Linked DNA regions of Mus musculus: region 1 is linked to region 2. The links are chromatin contacts, called in public promoter capture Hi-C maps. All regions are on one chromosome and are shown on one strand. The core of a region is the stretch at or near the end of the contact, and the rest is flanking DNA. Distances in the headings are between cores, read along the strand shown. Region 1 holds the start of Slc35f3 (solute carrier family 35, member F3). Region 2 holds the start of Map3k21 (mitogen-activated protein kinase kinase kinase 21).

Evidence for each region. Promoter capture Hi-C pulls out the DNA fragments that hold promoters and counts their contacts.
Region 1: a promoter capture Hi-C map of embryonic stem cells shows a contact between it and region 2, with 4 times the contacts expected there. The contact joins the promoter of Slc35f3 here to the promoter of Map3k21 in region 2. A contact is called at or near these places in 6 of 39 promoter capture datasets (embryonic stem cells, hippocampal neurons, maxillary cranial neural crest and 1 more), 1 of 115 datasets of contacts at active chromatin or transcription factors (embryonic stem cells) and 2 of 9 other capture datasets (liver and pancreatic islet).

The regions. Positions count from the first base shown.
Region 1 is chr8:126,137,139-126,144,033 of GRCm38.p6, reverse strand. Slc35f3 (solute carrier family 35, member F3) reads right to left here and starts at 4,909. Exons shown (of 8, transcript NM_001363500.1): 1 at 4,859-4,909; 2 at 4,291-4,520. The coding sequence starts at 4,516.
Region 2 is chr8:125,906,820-125,913,677 of GRCm38.p6, reverse strand. Map3k21 (mitogen-activated protein kinase kinase kinase 21) reads right to left here and starts at 3,228. Exons shown (of 10, transcript NM_145608.2): 1 at 2,245-3,228. The coding sequence starts at 3,001. A730098A19Rik (RIKEN cDNA A730098A19 gene) reads right to left here. Exons shown (of 2, transcript NR_155422.1): 2 at 5,534-5,970.

The sequences.
Region 1 (6,895 bases), core at 3,660-6,159, 230 kb before region 2:
AGTCTGCAATGGTATCAAGTAGCTACTTCTTGACCTGAAGTATTCCATCCTGGAGGGAAGTTCCTTGAAGACTAGAGAAGTTCTGAAAGGAAGCTTACAGAATGCAGGAAACCTGGAAGGAAGTTTCTTAAGACCCAAGAAATAAGAAACTCATAGGTCTCAGGAAGTCCCTCAAATTGAGCAGATACACAAAGCCTGTCTTCCCCAAGCTTATAGAAATAGAGGGGGGCGGCTGGGGAGACTTGGGCTGACCCAGGGCATGGAAAAGACTCTCTGACTTGTTGACCTTCCTGCAAATCCTGCAGAGAGCTCTAGAGATGCAGCTTCCACAGGTCATCAGCACACTAGAGCGGCTTTGAGTTACCCTTGGTCCAGGAAGTTTCCCCTTGCCACACTCCTTTGAGAAATGTCAATAAAGCTACTGGTTTGCCAAGTTGGGCTTCGGCAATATGGCTACTTTAGCCTGTCACTGGCTCCATATCTGGGGTGAATAAACATTTATGTTTTACCAGAAATAGCATGAGAGCAATCAAAAAGACCTTCTTCCCATATGCCCTCTACTCACATACAAAGCCACCACAATGCTTGAGCCTAAAGAACCCAGAAACAACAGTGTCCTTTTAATCAGATGCCCTACATATCATGAGGCTCAAACAGAAAATCTCTACCCTCTTCCCTTCTATGCTCCTGGTCTATGTTCACACTGCTCATGGCTGGAGGGAGCAAGCTAGAGAAGGGTAGCCTCTGGGGACTAGTTTGCCTTCCACCCTGTGAATGACTCAAAACTAAACCCATCAGCATATTCTAAAATTAAATCATTTTTATCTCAACATGCAAGCACCGTGCAGTATTAATGAATGTATATAAAAGCGAGATCAACCCTCTTTGGAGCGTTTCAGAGCAGGCACTTTGTGAGGAGACCCAGAAGAGACTTCTGCACAGTGAGGCATGAGCTCATTCTGCACAAAGCTATTCCTAAAAAGTGTTTCTATTAGGAAAGTGTTTGAGAGTGCACAAGCCATTCAGAAGCCATTAGGGGAACCCATGACAAAGTGGAACGTTCCTGCTCAGAGTAAGTGCTAGCTCTTAGCTCCTCCTGCACTGGCCTGCACTGGCCTGACTGTAGCTGCTGTAAGGCAGGCCATGTCGTTGCTGCTTTGGATAAAGGGCCACCCACGCTGGAGCTCCATCTCCCACTGCCTGGCTCTGTGTTCTGTCATGGGACGAGTCTCCCCAAAGTACCTACTAAGTGAAGAAGCACCAGGAAATATCTCAAGATGTGCTGTTTCCCTGGGCAGAGAGGCCACTGGTTTGCAACCATGCTGTGCTGCAAGCCGTCTGTCCACATACACATGGGGACTTCCAACCTGTGGGTCCCTTCTTCCTATCTAAACTCTCTCCCAATCCATGTCTACCTCAGGGAAGGAAGCAAAGTGAACTGGGTGAAGGCGTGCCAGTTCCTCATCTTCCTCAGCTCTGGCCTGAGGAAGGGAGGCAAGGATGTTGTTAAGAGGCGAAGTACTCGCTACAAACTATCATCAACTTAGGGCAAGTAGATGAATCATGAGTACAGCAGGAGCATCTGCTCCATGGAGACTTTAGAAGACTGATTATTATGATGTGACCCAACACAAAACCCCAAAGGATGGTCCTAGAGGACAGGGGAGGAGAAGGGAACTCAGAAGGCATAGGTACTCCTTGATCATGGCCTGCTTGGTGTGCAAACCTTAGGGCTTGAGTAACTAAGTACTTCAGAACCAAAGGCTCGCCCTGCAGAGGACATCTGGCGGTGCCTAAAAATGTTCTGGTTGTCAACTGGGGGAGGAGTGGCAATCTACTGCCATCCAATGAGCAGAGGCCAGGGATACTGCTCAATGCTGCGCAGACCCCACACAACAAAGAACGACCTAGAAAAACATCAACAGTGCCAAGATCCAACGGTTTAGGGTTAAAGGAAAGCTCGGCATCCAGAGTTCTGGAGCTCCTCTGGTGAAGTGTTTCTCTTGGAAGCACTGAAGCCTGAGTCCAATCCCCAGAACCTGCATAAAAAAGCAGGGTGTGATGTCACCTGTCTGAAATCCCAGCACTGGAGAGGTGGAAACAGGGGCTTGGCGGAGACTTGCTGGCTAGTCGGCCCAGACGACTCAGCAAATTCCAGGTTTGTGTGACTTGAAGAATGACACTCAAGGTTGCCCTCTGGCCTGTGCACACAGGTATATACACACACACACACACACACGCACATACACACACATGCATGCACACACACACACACACACACACACACACACACACACACTTTACCTTGTAATCACTGTCTCGTCTAGTTGGTTGAGTTCATGAATTAGGCAACAAACTAAGCAATGGCCTGGTGGCCCAGATGGATATACCTCTGTTATTATTTTTGGATCTGGGTAGAAATGGCAAACATCAGCGCTCTGGCCTAACCCCTCTCCTGCTGCATGAATAAAACATCAGAGCCTCTAAATTTAAACTTAAAGCCAATTAATTCATCAGAATGTCACTTGTCACCTAAAGCATTTTAGTAGCGAGGAAATACCTTGGAAGAAGAAAGAATCCTCACAAGGAGAGGATAAATGGAGTGAGGATTTTGTTCACAGGGCAGCAAACACTGGAGCCTTGGTTTCTCCTAGTTATTCCTTCAGAGAAGCCTCTGAAAGATGGTGTTTATAATATTGCTGGTGTCACAAGTGACTTGTGTTCCATGTGGCCCTTCCTAGGTCTTACTACAAAGTATGTTGGAGTCTTTATAATAGAGTCTCCTTGCCCAAAAGCTGCTCACCAGCTCCCCCACAAATCACAAGCCTCAGCACAAGAGCACAGAGCCAGCCACGAAGGGAATCATAAAAATAAACCTTATCCTGACTTCGGAGCCGAGAGATGACTTCCCGAAGCCTGTAATTTACAGCGTCGTCTTCATTATAAATGCAGAGAACTGAGACACAGATCACAGAATATTTATTTTCTAACTGAAGTTTGCAAAGCAGGAAATCTGGGGGATCCCCTCCACACCCTCAGGAAAGCTAGGTTCTGAAAGGTTCCGATTCTTGCTACCCTTTGCTCAGTGGCTTTCAGTGACAGACAGCTTCCTTTTGCAATGAAAAGTCAAACCGTGTGGCAGAATCAAAGATGCGGGGTGTTCAGGGGGGATATGGGCATATCAGAAAGCTTTGTACTAGGTTACATACAATCACCACAGACCTTTAATCTCAAATCGGGCCATTGAAATCAAACACTCAAATACCATGCCCTTTATTACAAATAGCAACACAAGACCAAAGCCAACTGCTTGGACTTGAAGGTGTTAAGAATAATTCATGTAAAGACAAGCTCTTACTGGTAAATATCATCAAATTATAAAACAAATGTCTAGTGTTTCCCCTTAAGGGAAAACCAATACATTGTGTTGTAATTCCAAGCAACAAAAGGTTAAAAAATATCTTTCAGAATTATCAAGCTGTTGGTCTAGACTTTCTTACAAATGAATGAGTCATGCTTCCTTCTCAGACCCACCGAAGGAGTGAGCTGCAATCTTTTCCCAGTGTCTAACTACAGAGGCATAACTCGGGACCCTGGTAATATCTCAAACAATATCTTGAGTTTGTATTGGCAAATCTCTACCTTCCAAAGAAAACAAAATAGATGTCAGCAAGTCAGTCCTGCCTGCACAGGTAGTTTCTTCATGCCTCACCATTGCAGCCAAGGTCATCAGCTGAGGCTCAGGGTGAAGTCTGAGGTACCCCAACCTGGCCCCAAGAACTCATCTTCCGGAAACTCAAATACCTAGAAAGATCTGAACAAAATCCTCTCGCTTAGGACCCATACAATCCTAAACCAAAGAGACGGAGCTAGATCCAATGAATCTTTATCACTTCTCCTGAGAGATTAATTAAATTCCAGGCCCAAGGGCTGAGTTCTCCTGAGCTAACTGCACCAGGATCCAATGAGAAACCCACACAGACCAGTTCTCTGAAGCAGCTCTCACTGATAGACACAACAGGCTTACCCTCAGAATCACTCAGAAGTGGACACAGGTCAGGGAGGTGTCAGAGAAAATGTAACACAAAGCCCCCTCCCCCTCTCTCCCTCCCACCTCCACCTCTGCTTTCAGGACTTGAGAAACGCCTCCAGGCCTCTTCATCAAAGTTGCCTATCTGCATGTAGAAGAGAGGGTTCAGTGAACCATCCCTGTGCGCTTCCCTGGTAGCTGTGTCTCTGGCAGGGAGACCACTAGTGGGCAAGGGAATTACGGGGGAGGGGGGGTCTTACTTTTGTAGCTGGTCGCCCAGGGCTGGTAGCCATAGTAGCCTGTGATGCGCAGGATCCGCTCCTCGATGGATGTGAGTCCCACCGGTCCACTGGTGAGATCCTCCACAGAGCGAGACCATTTCAGATCCTCCTTGATCGCCTCATCCACCACCAAGTACTTGAGCTGCCGGAGCTGAGGACTGATGTCGGACAGTCTCCGCGGGCTGACGTCCGGTGACCTCCTCATGCCACTGAGGCCGCGGGAAGGCGGGATGAGTCAAGGGCAGAGAGGAGGAGATGTCAGTGAGGACTGGTGAGGACCCACGGCTACTCCCCTCGCGTTGCTTGCCATGTGCCCTGCTCCCAGGAACCTCGGCGTCGGGTCCCGCGCCCTACTCTGGGCGCCTCTGGCAACGTGAGCTAGGGCGAGTGGCCCGGAGATGCTGCTGAAACTTCCCAAGCTCCGCCACACACGACCGTCCCTCTGTCCCTCCCTCCCACCAGGAGAGCAGCAGTGCGGGTTAGGCAGGGTCGCGGATGCCCGGGGGCTACCTGCCTGCTGCCCTCCCGCGCCTGCAGCTCTACTCACACAGCAATGCTCTTGGTCCTGGAAGCGCCGCCGGGAAACTCTCGGATCCCCATGGGCGGCGGCAGCGAGTGGCCCGGGGCGCCCAGGCTGGAGCCGAGGGGAGCCGCGGCCGGAGCTCCCGGCAGCCGCCACAAAGGTCTGGACGCCCGTAGGTCGCCCGCGCCCGCTGCCCGGAGCCGGTGGCAGAACAGCGCCGCGCCCCTTGCCTGCCACCGCCGGCGCCCTAGTACTCGCGGTCACGGACGCCCAGGCTCCGGAGAGCGCGCCCGGTAGTGCGCTCCGGAGCCACCGGGACGCGAGGCTGTGGCGGCCTCGGCGCGCGTGGACCTGGCGGGGACGCGCGTTCAGATCCTCGCAGCCCGGAGTGTGCCAGGCTCCGCAAGCTCTGCAACCTTAGGGCGCGGGACCTGTCACGGTCCTGGCGTTCTGGTTTCGACACGTGAGTCTCTCGGTCTTTCCCCCCAACACCCACCCCAAACACAAACGCGCGCGCGCCACCCCAAAGAGCGCTGCTACTACGAAAGCAAACAGCAAACTAACCTGGCATTTCACAGTGCACACTAAGTGGCTTATTTAGAATAGGTGGCAATTGATTTGCTGGATCAAGCCCAGTCCTCAGCTCACACAGCTCAAGGAAAAGGGCACTAACTGCTTCAGTGCCCTCTACAGAGACTGTCGTCCTACCTAGCTTCCGATCAGTTTTTGTGTCTTGTTCCTAAGCCATTCTAGACCTCCAAATCACCCTCCATACTGCTCTTCTGCACTGAGCGCAAAGTCAGAAAATACGCAGATATATAAGAGAAGAAAAATAGCCTTATCACGTCCCGAAAGGTTACTATGAATTATAGCTAGATTCTATTCCAACATTTTTCTGAGTGTGAGATACATTTCCCCCAAGAGATCAAACCGCCTGCGCTACTTTATGTATTACTTTAGGAAAAGATATATTGTTCCTCCGAGAACTGGGAATAGAATAGAACTCACTTCCTCAACTTGCTGAACTTGCTGAAACCTGCTGCAAACAGGTAAGAAACTCCAGTTTTCCTGCTGGGAGACAACCTAGGGCTTCCTACCTTTGCTGTGCCTCTACAACATCTTACCGGCAGTCCTAGACAATTAAATTACACAAGAAAGGGAAGACGATGGCTGCTACATAGGAAGAAGTGAAAGAAAAAATGAAGTTGTCTTCCTAGATGACAGCCAAGCAGATCTGGAAAGTCTCAGAGCTGACCAAAACAAAAAACAAAAAAACTTCGGAATTAATAACTGTGATGTCAATCTTGATTGTCTGTCGATTTGATGTTAGAATTACCATGGAAACAAACCTTTGGGCATGTCTATGAGGGAGTTTTCAGATATGGGCAGCATCATTCCATGGGCTGGGTCCTGGCCTGATTAAAAAGGAGAAAATGAGCTGAGCATTTGTGTTCATCTTTCTCTGCTTCCTGTCTGTGGATACCTCGTGACCAGCTGCTTTTGTCTGTGGATACCATGTGACCAGCTGCTTCTGTCTGTTGACACTATGTGCCCGATGCCCTGTGGCTACCTCGTGACCAGCTGCCTCAGGCTCCCTCCACCAGGTCTTTTTTTTTTTTTTTTTTTTTTTTTTTTTTTTTTTTTTTACCACAATGGACTGAGTGTATTTTTAAACTGTGATCCAAAATAAATCCTTCTTCCTTGAGTTGCTTTTGTCTCGTATTTTGCCATAGTTACATGAAGTAACACAATAACTGGTGTTTTAAAAGGCTGAAAGATTCAAGGATAATGTACAAAACTTAACCACTTTCCTATCTGTCTACAATGGACAACTGGAATTTGAAACAAAAACAAAAACACAGTACTGTTTACAGGATCCTAAAAGTGTGGCTAATTACAAAATCAAGTGAAAGAAATGAAATTCAAATTGAACGCATTGTTAGTAACCAAGGTATCTTTGAACCTCAATGTATACATATTCTTGTCTCAAGACTCTGCCTTGGGTTTCTGGGTCAGTGATGGAAAGGACCAGGTGGCAGCTCCATCTGGGTTCCTTGGCAC
Region 2 (6,858 bases), core at 1,979-4,478:
CAAAAAGGCAGGAATGCTGGCACGTGCTTGTAATCCCAGGGCTGAGGAAGAGACAGGTGAAATCCTGGGGCTTCCTAGCCACCCAGCCTCGCCTTGTATAAGTTCCTAGGTCAGAGATTCTGTCTCAGTCAGAGGTGAAAGGCACTGGAGGAACAAAGGAGTTCTGAGGTTGTCCTCTGGTCTCCACACATGTGTGTGCTTGCAACTGCACACACACACACACACACACACACACACACACACACACACACACACACCAGACTGGGTGCAATGCCAAAGCAGTATCAGTGGCCTTGAACCTTTGTTGCAAGGAGTGATGTGTCATAAGCATTAGTTTTGGCAGGATTAATTTGAAGAATGCCAGGTTCTGTGTTATCCTGAAGCTCCTGCAGAGGAGGGCCTGGTGTGACGTGCTGTCCTGTCTGGGGGCCGTCTACCTGTCCTTCAGAAGAAGCCTCGAGCACTCAGGTTTGCAAGGCAAGTGGAGGCTCACCGTGTCCTGTGGCAGCAGGCTACCTACATAGTGCTCTCAGTGACAACATACTTTAGGAAATAAGGACAAGTAGTGGGAACTAGCAAATATGAAGTATGTACATAAATACGCTCCTTAAAGATCATGCCATGGTGCAAAAGAATGGCTTGGTCAGAAAAGAGCTTGTTCTACAAGCACAAGGACAGAACCTGGGTTCCATCTTTAGGACTCACATCAAAAGTCTGGCTTGGCAGGCAGCACACTCTTAGGATCCCAGTAGTGGGGAGGCCCAGGTGGGAGAGCCCATGGGACTCAATGGCCTCCCTGCCTAGCCAAATCTGGTGAATTCCAGGAATGTGAGAAACTGTTTCAATAAAGAGGCCCGGAGGAAGGTACACTCAGGGTTTACCTCAGGCCTTCGAACAAAGGAACACCCACCTACCCTCACACATGTGCACCTGGACACACGTGAATACATACACACAAAAGAAAGACATGCTGTGTATTAAGTATGACAGAACCCTCAAGGCAAACCACTTCAGGAGTCCCATGCAGTCAGCTGGAGACACGTGGTGTCAAGGCAAGCTTCCCTAGGCTTGTGGCTCATGGCTGGAGCAGCTGAGGCCTAAATGAGGTGGACTGGGGGAGGGGTGGAGAGCCATCCTGTGCTCACCCACAGCTGCAACCTCCCAGTTATTCATAATTTGCATAATGGAGAGAATGCTTTTTATCTTTCAGGTGCATTTCTGTACTGAAGGATTTTGACAGCCAGAGGGAATATGTGCCAGCATATAAAGTACCGCTTACTGCCCTGGCTGCTGGCTGCTGGCTACTGTCTTTCTGCTCTCCGAAGACACTGAGGTCCTTCCAGCTAGCTCCTGTCCTAGCAAGTTTAGGATGACTGAGGGGTTTGCAACTGTGCCTGGTCAGCACCAGCTTTGGCTGAATCCTTTAGACTTGCAAGAGATTCCATTTCACTCTGGGGAGGGGAAGGCTCTCCAGTAGTGGAGAGCAACTGCAAACAGCAATCCTGGACTCCAGCTCTCTTAGACGTTCATGCTGATGGTTTGTGTTTAGATTGCATGGGAGCTCCCTGCTAATGCCTGGAAAGTCCACTCTGACTTCCAGATCAGGCGACTGACACAACCTGATATTTCCAGTACCGTACAGGATCCGTGCACTTGTTCTCGGCCCAAATGGGTGCTTTCCAATGTGCAGAAAAGATTTCTCCTAACAGTACAGTCATGTTTCAGAGACAGAGACTTCTGACCCGTAAGGAAAGACCAAGGGCAAGAAGCCATGTTCACAGTGAACATGGTTTGGGGTGGGTGGTGGGGTAGAGCTCAGCGGCAGAATGCCTGCTTGGAATGCGTGAAGCCCAGCTTTTGCAGAGCGTACCAGGAGAAAAGAATTAGAAACTTTAATAAGACACTTGTAAAGTGGAAGGAAATGACTGACGGAGTGCAGGTAATGTGGCCACCAGGCTAAACATGCTCTGTTTAAGGCCAGGGCTGGTAAAGTCCCGTGCAAGCGTATTGGGAGACCTACACAGATTATATGTGTAGTGTCCGATAGGTCCGGAGAGTAAAAAAAAATTTATCTACAAGCTCCTGACCCTGTCTTTTAAAGGGGTGCTCACAGGTAATAACGCCAGGGTAAGTACGAACTTCCCTAAAGCAAGTTAACCAGAGCCTGTCTTCCCACTCTGTGTCAGAGCCAGACCCCTCTCTTGGCTCCTGGAACCTAATTCCCTTGGGGCTAGCCTCACTTACTGTTGCTGGACTTGAGGTCACGGTGCAGGATGGGCACCACCGCCTCCTCGTGCAGGTACAGCATGCCGCGGGCGATCTGCACCGCCCAGTTGACCAGAACCTGTGGGGGGATGCGGCGCGCGCGGCGGGGGCCGGGCGCTCGCGGATCCGATGCTGCCGCCGCCAGCGCGCGGTTGAGCGCGCCGCCACGCGCGAACTCCAGCACCAGGCAGAGGTGCGGCTGCCGCAGGCACACACCCCGCAGCTGGATGATGTTGGGGTGCCGCAGCATAGCGAAGAGCCGCGCCTCGCGCCGTACGCTCTCGGCCGCCGCCGCCGCGTCCTGCTCCGGGTCCCGGCGCGCCGCCTTCACCGCCACCTCCTGGCCCTGCCAGGTGGCGCGGTACACCTGACCGAAGCCGCCGGCGCCGATCAGCTCCTTGAGCTCCAGGCGCTCGAAGTCTACGTGCACAGGCGAGCAGGGTCTCGGCGGGGGCGGCGCCGGCGGCGGCACCGGGCCACAGGGCGCCACGTAGCTGGCCGGAAAGATGCCCAGGCGCCGCTGCACTTGGCCGGCCCACCAGCCCTCGTCTCCTGACACCGCGGCGTCCTGCGACAGTACCTCGACCAGCTGACCGCGCCTCAGGCTCAGCTCGTCCTCACCGCGCGCTTCGTAATCATAAAGCGCGGCCCACATCCCGGAGGAGGTACTCCCCGAGTCGTCCCGGGCCGGGGACAGCGGCGTGTCAGCCGTGCCCTCGGCTACAGGTAGAGCCATAGGGGCGATTGAGAGGTCGCTAGTGGACCAAGTGCGACAGCCACAACCTCAGCTTTCCGGGTCTCCAGCGACGCGTATCATCGGTCCGAGCTAACAGGGAAGGGTGCAGGGCTGGAGCAGGACTACAGAGGTTACGACCACTGCCCGGGGGCTCTGACCTCTGCTCTGCCTCCAGTTTGGCTAGTTCTTCCCCGCAGCCGCTAGCGCGGACAACCGGTGGCGGTGCTGGACCTGCTTAGACTTACGCGCGCTCCCCAGAAGTCGCCCCCACCCTCAGCCCCTCCTCCTTGGCCACTCCACCCTCCAGGTCCTTTCCCCTTGGCACTAGCTCTGGCCCCGCCGGGTTCGTTACCCCTGGGTTCCACCCTCCATTAGTCCCTCCCTAGTGCCAGTCCCGCCCTCCAGGTTCTTTAACCCCTAGAACTCTCTCTGAGTCTAACCTGAACCTGAGTCTCCTGTGCCCGACACGCCCCCAGCAAACCCATTCCGCCAGGTTGGCGTTTCTGCCCCTGTAATTTTGCTTTGCCGAGATTCGTCCTCCCTCCAAGTCTTCCTGGTTCCACCCCTGGTGCCCGCCCTTTCCCAAGTTCATTCTCTAAGTTCATTGGTGCTCCTGGATCCACACCTCTAGGTCCATTTACTTCGCGCTGGGGCAGTCTTCTTAGGCCCACTCTCTGCTCTGAGTTCATAAGGACCACCTTCTTTTGATCTCCTGGATCTGTCCCACCCGTTCCAAATCCATTACTCAAGGTCCCTTACTGACGATCCTCTAAACAGCCGGGTCCCCTCGACCGCCCTTCGGGGACCGCCTCCGCTTTCTAGGTCCATTCTGACCCCGCCCCCAGACTGTCAGCCTTTTCACCTCCACGCGTGACCTATTCTGAGCCCGCCCTCTGGCGTCTCCACTACACCTCAGGCGCCCTCTTGGCCTCGATGGCGGAGTAAGCCTGGGGCCACTTAAAGTTTTCCAGAAAGTTAAAGAGAGAGATCATGGTGCTCGAAGATGGTTGGACTCCTCAGTGAAAAGAGAGAGGAGATGGAGAGAAGAGGACCCTGGAGCTCTAGATGTAAAGTGACAGACCATCCCAGCAACAGATAGACGTTCGGATCCTGGAGCGCGGTTCCAGACAGAGGTCTAGTGTGCTTGATCTCACCGGACTGCAGGCATGGAAAGTCTCCAGGTTACAGACATAGGGAACCACAGTCTCATAACCCCGAAAGCTGGCGCGTTCCTGTGCCTACAGTGCTCCGATGTCAGGAATCCCCAGGTCCCGTCTAACCCTGTGTACCCTCAGACTCCGATGTAGACTACCTTGGAGGCACCTATGAGCTACAGGTTGCCAGGGTGACACAACTGATGAAGCTTTAAAAAGTAGAGAATACAGTTGCAAAATTGGTTCACGACACCAGAACACAACGTGTGCTAAGCCTGAGCGTCCTGGCCGGTGTAGGATGCTCCTAACACGAGAGCACATAAGGAGGTTTTGTTTTGCTTCGGCTCTTTGCCGTTTTGTTTGTTCGCAGTGTCTAAATTTGCTCATCTGTAAAACGGTAACCTCGCGTGGTAGCTGAGAAGAGCCTGGAGGGTGTTTGTTGAATAATAATTCACACCAATATTAATACTTTTTATTTTGAGGCAGAGTTTTGTCCGGCTGCCTATGCTGACCTTGTACATACTTTAGAACACAGGTTTGCCGGGAACTCAGAACAGTGAGCTCTCAGCCTCCTGAAGGCTGGGATTATGAGTGTGCGCCATCAGCCAAGCCTGGCACTCCCTGATAGAGCAAGCAGATGTCTGCCAGCACCCCTTTCATTAACATATTTTCTGGCTTTTCTATTCTTATAACTATTCTTATAATTGTTATTGTGTCTGTTTCGGAGTCTTCCAGGCTCTGCCCAAAAGCTACATAGTAGCCTACAAGGTGTAAGCCATCCTGGCCTATAAGGACTGCTCAGCTCCCGCTCTCTCTCTCTCTCTCTCTCTCTCCCTCCCTCCCTTCCTCCCTCCCTCCTTCCCTCTCTCACCATCTCCTATTTCCTCTCTCTCCAGCATGTTCCCCACTGACCTCTTCCTCTCTCTGTCCTTCTCTGTCCCCCTTGCTCTGCCTCTACCCCTTTTTCAGGTCTCCTTCCCTTCCTATCCACAAACCTTCTTCATACTAGGTCTGTCCTATGGCTTGATTGTTCAGGGAGATACCCTTGCCTGCTCCCTCCTGACGAATTATACCTGGGTTCATAAAACACAATAGTGTGTGTGTGTGTGTACACGTGTGTGTGTGTGTGTGTGTGTGTGTGTGTGTGTGTGTGTGTGTACACGTGTGTGTGCGTGCATGCACGTGCGAGAGCCCAGGAGTGGAGACTGGAAAAGGACATCTGGTGTTGCCTTTCTCAGTTGTACACTTTTGAGATAAAATCTCTCACTGAACCTGGAGCCAGGTTGGCAGTCAGCAAGCCCTTGGGAGGCTCTCTCCTCCCATGGTACAGAGATGCTCTCTCCTCCCATGATACAGAGATGGCTACACCATGGTTTTTATCTGGGTTTTTTTATTTGGATCCAAACCCAAATCTTCATGCTTTTGCAGCAAATGCCTGGACCCACCGAGCCATCTCTCCAGTTCTAACTTTTCCATTTTTCTAATATTTACACTATTATTGGCTTTTGCTTCTGACATATAATATGGATTTCCCCCTGCAAGCAATGAAGTCAAGACTCACATGATTAAGTTTAATGTGAACCAGCTTGAAAGGAAAAGCTTGTGAAATGATACCAAAATAATAATAATAATAATAATAATAATGGTCATGCTAAAAGTCCGAGGGCACAGGTTTCCAAGAAAAAACTCAGAGGGTGTAGGCTGAGAAGTGTCTTCACCCTCCTCCGCAGCCAGCTTCCACTTTTGTTTCTTGTCTGATAGGAACTCCATGGGTCAATTCAGCAAAGAGCTTCTCTGTCAAAGGGAGCCAGGGGCCTACAGAAGAAGAGGAGGGCATCCTATCAGCAAAGGAGAGAGCTTAATGTCTAAAACCTCACTTCTGTGGGTTTTGGAAGATGGTCCAGGCTGCTAAGTTGGTTGCTGCTCTTCCAGAGGATGTGAGTTGGTTTCCCCCACACTCACATGGTAGCTCTCAACTGCCTGCAACCCCAGTCCGAAGGAATCTGATGCCCTCTAATGGCTTCTGTGGGTATTGCATGCACCTGGTGCACATACACTTGGGCACAGAGGCGTGCACATAAAATAATATTTTTAAAAGTTAAAATATGCTTCTGTAATGTGGCAGGGGATAATGTTATTGGGGAAAACAAATAAACAAGAGATGAACTTGCCATGGAGGCTCACATCTGTAATCTCAGCACTTGGGAGGCAGGAGCAGGAGGATCATGAATTCTAGGCTAGCCTAGGCTACAAAGGGAAGCACTGTCTCAAAATCACAAACCAAGAACTGAAATGAGGAAATGGAGAGAGTGGAAGCTAACCTAGACTTGCCCTTGACTTTGGAATCTGAGAGTATCAACTCTTAGAGGCATGAGGAAATAACTCTAAAGATAAAGACAGGTCCTGAAGGTCATAGGAGATTATAAAGCAGCAGAAGTCTGGGTATCGATGACAAGGGGTGTCACATGTACATTGACCTGCCCTGGGCTCCTAGTCACAGGACAGTCAGCACTGACATGCCAAGAGACTGACCACCTTCAAAACAAGAGTTTCTAACCGAACAGAGGTCACTTGAGTGGGCCCTTGTTGGAGCGTAGGGGTGGATGAAGAATGGAAATAGATCACAAACAGGACAACATGGAATTGCCAGCTCTGATGCCACTCAATGTCAGGGACAGATGCTTGCCTGGAAAGAGCTGAGGA